Regions from separate parts of the Zea mays genome. Here region 2 is linked to region 1. Evidence: chromatin contacts called from public Hi-C data. All regions are on one chromosome and are shown on one strand. The core of a region is the stretch at or near the end of the contact, and the rest is flanking DNA. Distances in the headings are between cores, read along the strand shown. Region 1 holds the start of LOC103643584 (probable glucomannan 4-beta-mannosyltransferase 2). Region 2 holds the start of LOC100280694 (pyrophosphate--fructose 6-phosphate 1-phosphotransferase).

Region 1 (3,217 bases), core at 536-3,035:
ACTGACTGGAGGGAACCACATAAAGAAGCTTTGTTAATCTCGTTTCTCTTAATATTGCAGTATAATGATCCAAAGCATTTCTAAATTTTAAATATTTTGAAGCATCAATATTTCCATATTTGCTAAGTGACTGAATGATCTTATTCATACATACAACAGAACAACGCAATGTTGCTGGAGCTAACCTAGCAAATTAGTATCAACACTCGTATGCCCCATTTCATAATGAGAAACTGATCATTCCTTTATAATTGCAAGTCACAATTAACTTTCAGAGATGCATCACATCTACCACAATTTGACCCAAAGTCATATGAATATTTTCTACTTTTCGTCAATCAAGATAAGCTAAAGTCCCTGAAACCAAGGTCTACCTTAATAATCGGATCAGTGGAGTCATCCAAGACTTGTATTACAATACGGTCTGGTGGCCATGTGAGGGCACACGCAGCGTCAATGGATAGCTTGTACACCTGTACAAAGAAACAAGCATTGCAATGATCCGGTGTCAAATTCTATAACATTGCAAGACGCACAAGAACATTGTTCAGACATCTAGGAAAACTACGGTTTTCTAGTGTTGTTAGTCTACTGCCAGCAATGCAAAGAAAAGACTAATCATGCATTAGTGACAGTGTCAGTACAGCAAGGAAAACGAGACTGTCCCCATCCATCTTAATACCACTGGTTTCCTTTAATTGACACTAGGATAGCTCGAGCAGACACTGCATTGTGCTCCACTTGTCCTCATTAATAGGATTCCTTTTCCTTTCTTTAGGCGCCCATGGTATTTTTCAGGTTTCATTTCATAACTGAACCACAATGCCGTCACTTGTATCATGATTGCACTAACCAAAGGAGCGTACGCGTAAACAGTGGAGCCCATTTCTGATACTAGCTCCACCTTACGACTTGAGAGTTGAGAAAGTACAGTACAAACACATCGAGAGACTTGTTCCTTTGAATCCATAATAAACTTCCCATCTCATTCAGAAACAGGAGGAAGGACCCCTGGACCCAAAATGCTCAGAAAATATCAGCATGATCCACGTCCAAAAAAAACCTCGGAATAAACTCATAACGCCGCATACTGCCTACGGTTATACAATCTAGCGACCGCGACGTGTAACAGGGAGAAAATGGGCCAGCAATTAATCAGGTCACAACACATGTAGCTTGTGCCCAAAAGTAGAACGCTCCCCACCTCCCGCTCGTTGTACATCGGGATCTGCACGAGCACCATGGGGAAGTCCGCCCCAGTGGCCGCCTCGACGTCGCAGCCTCCGGGCATGGGCTCCCAGCGGTACCTCGCGTCCGGGCGGCGCCACAGCATCGCGGCGGCGGAGGCGAGGCTGGCGAGGCCCATGTACGCGGCCTCGGCGACGAGCATCGCCGACGCCGCGAGGCACGCCCACACCGCCGCCCGCAGCGCCCACGCAGCGGCCGCGAGCGCCGGAACCGCCCAGGCCGCCATCTGGATGGGGGTGCCTTGCTTGGAGCGGACGGAACGGGAGGAGTGGGAGTGCGTGCGCCGCGTGCAGCAGCTCTGCCTGCGTGCGCTTTTTTGTTTTGTATTGAAAGGGAGGGGGGTTCCAGTAGTGGTGGTGGTGGTGGTGGTAGCGGTAGCGGTAGCTGGGGTCTGTGGTGTGGATGGCGGTGGCTGAGAGCGAGCGGCCCGCAACGCGATCGAGGAAGAGGAGGGAGGACATTTTGGATTGGATGTGGGGAAAGTTGCCAGGACGGATGTCCCCCGCTCCCGCTGGAATGGAATGCGCTTCCTGTACATGTGGGATACGATCTTTCTTGTTTCGATGACATAGGCTGGGCTCGATTTGCCTGGACCATACCCGCTCGGTGTTTGGTTTGAGATCTCACGAGTGAATAGTGACTGGCCCATAACGAGGGGATGGGCGGCCCGAGCAGTAGATAGGGTGGCCGTTGCCTGTTAGTCAGGTTAAAGTGTATTGTTTCTTATAATTTTTTTCCTTTTTTGCGTATACCATGATCTAACTTGCGGAGCAGCAGATTTATTTTATTTTCGGGCAGTTTATAGAGTCACGATCTTTGATTTGTTATCCTCACATAACTACCTTGTCTACTACTTATTAAAACTACAAGAGGTAGCATGCCTCCCCTGATTCTGCCTATGTCCTGTCCAACCCTGACCACCAAAAACCTCCGTCCATCCACCCACAACAATATCCCGTCCATCCACTGCATGTTGTTATAGGTGTACATTCGGGCCGCCCGGCCCGGCCCGGCCCAAGCCCGAAAAGGCCCGTATTATTTGAATTTCGGGCCGGCCCGGCCCGTTTGAATTTTGGGCCGTGCCGGGCCGGCCCATGGGCCTAGCCCTCGGCCCACGGCCCGGTCCGTAATTGCTTAAACGTGTCGGGCTCATTTCGGGCGGCCCGAAATTATAAAAGCCCGAAATTCAATTTTTGGCCCGAAATTCACATTAGGGCCCGAAATTCAGTTTTTGGCCCGAAATTCACATTAGAGCCCTAAATTCAAAAAATAATAAAACAAATAAAAGATAAGACAAATAAATTTGAACAAAATCAAACTTAATATTTGTATTAATTAAAGTTACCACAGCTATGCAATGACTACCTCATTTATAAATCATTTGTTAGAAGGAAAAAGAGTATAACCAGCTCTATACAAAGTTCGTAAGTTCAGTTTATTGTCTAATGTTCATAACAAAAGCAAAAATTACATCACACACTCTAATTCAAAGCTACAAAAAATATCTAACTAGCATTATCTCTAGCTTTATGTTCTTTATCAAGTATATGAAAGTGTGAAATTAAGTGTGGTTTTAATAAATATATGGGCCTTTTCGTGCCTCTATATGGGCCATTTCGTGCCTGCCTTAAACGGGTCGTGCCCGTGCCCGCCCATGGGCCGTGACCTCGGCCCAAACCCGGCCCGATATAACGGGTCGTGCCGGCCCGGCACTAAATTATTTCGGGTCGTGCTGTGCCTGGGCCGTGCTTTTTTTCCGTGCTTCGGGCCGGCCCATCAGGCCCGACCCAAATGTACACCTATACATGTTGTGCCCACCCCCGCCCCCTCTATCCTCATCCCCAAGCTGTCAACAACCTCCTCGCCATCTGCCGCACTCCACCAACAACCGCCCATGCCATCTGCGCTAGTTTTGCACTCTGCCTCCATCACGCCGCCACACTGCGTGCTCCAACTGCGCTCTCGCTAG
Region 2 (3,217 bases), core at 364-2,863, 340 kb after region 1:
TCTAAGAGCAACTCCAAGAGACTAGATATATGGTTTTGTAAAGTTAAATTTAGCTAATATTAAAAAAAAATTATATCCAATAGACTTGTAAACGACACTTCAAATTTAGTGGTTCTCTATTTCTCTATTTTCGCTCTCCAATTTTGGATACCCTGCTTCACTCTCTACTCAGTCCGTAGATTTACCGAGTCTGTTAGATTAGCATATACTTTTTCTCTAAAATCTATTTTAGAGAGTAGCTAAATCAGTAAATTTGGCTAGTCTTTTTAGCTAACTTTTTGAAGTTGCTCTAAAGAAATCAAAATATTCTGTAAAAGACGACCACAACTCTAAGAAAAGTGGATCGGATATCCAAGCTAGCCGTTGCAGTCTTAGCTTAACGCACAACATACAAAACTTCAATTAGCATGATGACACCATACTCAATTGCATGACACTGTATCTTCTCAGCAATGTCCATTCCGTCAAAAACCGCGTGGCAACGCTATTCTCAGCAGCATGGACTCATGAGGGATGGATTGACTCGGGTGCTGCAATCCAAATATCTCTATATCTACTTCTATATGAGTTTCTCCATACGTCACCTCCTCTCCTGGCTCTCCACAGCCAGATGGGTATATGAGAGCACATACATTTAAATGGTAAAATAAGGCGTGTATGTTTTTATAAAAGTCAACGTTTTAAAACTTTGATCAACAATTCAACAAAAAAACATATATTTCTAGTGTATGCATGTTACATATTTAAATTTGTATTAAAAATATTTTAATATGATGCTCAATTTGTATTTGTTGATGTTATATTTAAAAAGAATTAATGGTCAAAGTTCCAATCTAAAAGATTTCTCAAAAAAAATATGTCTTATTTTATAGGATAAAGGAATATTTTTTATAAAATAGAGGAAAAATAAACCAAGTCATGTTTGGCTTAGCTCATCGTGTCACACCTTAGTCCTACGCACGACATGGTGATCAGGCCACGCTGAATCGTTTTTGGGCCAGGCTAAATCGTGGTAGGTCACGTGAGGACCTGCCGCTACTATTCTCGTAAGCCGGCTGGGATTTTCAACTGCTTACCCTAGTGGCGATAAGGCGGAGAGGGGACAAGGAAGGGGCAACATTCATTAGGGATTGTTGCTGCATGAGTCACCTCACGGGAAACGACGCAAGTATTAGAATTATGGTTTCTCATTCGTCATATAAAATATATTTTAATGAACAATTCAAACAAAGCATAAATTATTATAAAAGTTTGAAACAAAGCACAAATTATTATAAAAGTTTGGAACGTGTTTAAACAACTATTAAATTTAAATAAGATCTATGTGATATATAAAAAACTGTAGTAATGTAAGAGCACTTAACTAGTAGGCTTTAATTAGTTTTTGAGATTTGAGTTATGCATTTTTAGAATGGATAGATTATTATAGTTATGAACGGGATACCCGTGAAAAACTCGGCCCTTCCGATGGCCGGACTGCATCAACACACCGGTCCAACGGACGACCACATGAATTGGACCAAAGAAAGAAAAAAAAAAGTGGCCGAAAAGGAGACCCCGTGCCGTGCGTGGACATGGCGCCTGGCGGAAACACATGAGCCGCATGGCAGTCAGCGCCCCGACTTTTCCGCCTTCCTTGCACCACCCCGTCATATCTCGGCAACAATTTCTCGGCGCCAACCGGCCGATCCATCCTCGTCGTAAGTCTGCGCTTTCATCCCTTATTGTTCCAGGAACAAACAAAATCTACAGGTTTCCAAGACACCAGGACGGAGACATCGAGGAGGCGGCGGAGACGCCGCCGCGTCCTTCCGCTTCTGAGCCGTATAACAACAAACCCCTCGGCCCCGTCCCCTCTGTCCATCGATCACCTTGACCACGTGCCTGTGCCGCAGGCCGCAGCCAGGCATCTCCGGCGAATCTGGTTTGAGGCGCGGAGAGAGGTGAGTTTCCTGATCAGTGGTGCTCTTACCCGTTCTGTCCGGTTCGATTTGCTGATGCGGCCGGCTGGTTTGATCGTTTTTGGGTGCGATTGTTGTGATTGTTTTGTGAGCTTGCGGCAGGCAATGACACTGATTGTAGAATTTTGTTCTATTGGTTGGCCCTTCTATTGGGAAGGGGATCGATCCCTATTTTTTTCCCTTGCCTTTTCTCTCTGCAAAAGAGAGGTGGCTTTGGTCTGCCGTATCATGATTTCCCCCCACTGCGGTCTAGTATGCAAATGGAAAATTGTACACCTTTAGTCGCAGTCTCCAATATTGTTGGATGCTCGTATCATCGGCCTTTTTAACAGTACAAGCTAACTTTGTTCTATGTAGTGTAAGACAGTAGGAATACCTCTGTCCCATACTGATAGGCTGATAGCTAGCTGGAACCTATTCCACAGGATATTTGCATGCGGGACTGATCAATCAAAGCAATGGCAGTAGCGCCCATGGACTGCGGTGCTGGTTCGATTAGTCTAGGCCACAAGGTTTTATGCCGTTTCGGAGTACCCAACAGCAGTAGATTGCGATGGGTGGGATATGACAGGAAACAAAGGACAGATCAGTTGATTGCTAGAGCCGTATCCGTGGATCGGACACAACTAGACTTCTCGAATCCGGACTGGAAGACGCAGTTTCAAGAGGATTTCGATAAGCGCTTCAGCTTGCCACACTTGACAGATGTAATTGATGTGGAACCGAGGCCAACTACTTTTTCTCTCAAGAGCAGGTGACATATTTCCTCTGCTTTTCCTTATGATTGGTCTCATGCTAATCCTAATTTATATCATTTGTGACCAAAATTTCTATTAGAATTTGTCTAATGTGTGTAATATTGTTACTGTGTCTACAACAGAGCCCCTCTTGAGAACGCGAATGGTACCATGCAAGGATCATGGAACGGCTATGTCAATGATGATGACAGAGCACTTTTGAAGGTATGCGTTTAGCATTGAATTATATATTTACCGAGACATCCTTCGTGTCCACAAGAAAATTCTTTCTACATTGAGTTATATATAGCACAACATTCTTTTTATATAATTGTTTCACTTGGGAGATAAATATACGGTGAATATATATTTATGACTTGATCTTCAAGTGTTTTGATCTCTATGTAAAAAACACAGAAAAAGATGATTTTTGGCCATGTTGGATCAATCTTGCTGAGTGATGCTTGTGATACTACTTAACGTGAACGGCTTCTCAATAGAAAAAGGCCATTTTCAGTT

The links. A called contact is a pair of places that touch in the nucleus more often than the background predicts.
Region 2: a contact with region 1 is called in a Hi-C map of leaf, with 8 times the contacts expected there. The contact joins the promoter of LOC100280694 here to the promoter of LOC103643584 in region 1. A contact is called at or near these places in 6 of 25 Hi-C or Micro-C datasets (bundle sheath, ear, leaf and 1 more).

What each region holds. Positions count from the first base shown.
Region 1 is chr1:248,253,773-248,256,989 of Zm-B73-REFERENCE-NAM-5.0, forward strand. LOC103643584 (probable glucomannan 4-beta-mannosyltransferase 2) reads right to left here and starts at 1,786. Exons shown (of 9, transcript XM_035964290.1): 1 at 1,205-1,786; 2 at 375-473.
Region 2 is chr1:248,596,332-248,599,548 of Zm-B73-REFERENCE-NAM-5.0, forward strand. It overlaps LOC100280694 (pyrophosphate--fructose 6-phosphate 1-phosphotransferase), which reads left to right and starts at 1,614. Exons shown (of 14, transcript NM_001153613.2): 1 at 1,614-1,943; 2 at 2,387-2,715; 3 at 2,842-2,923. The coding sequence starts at 2,420.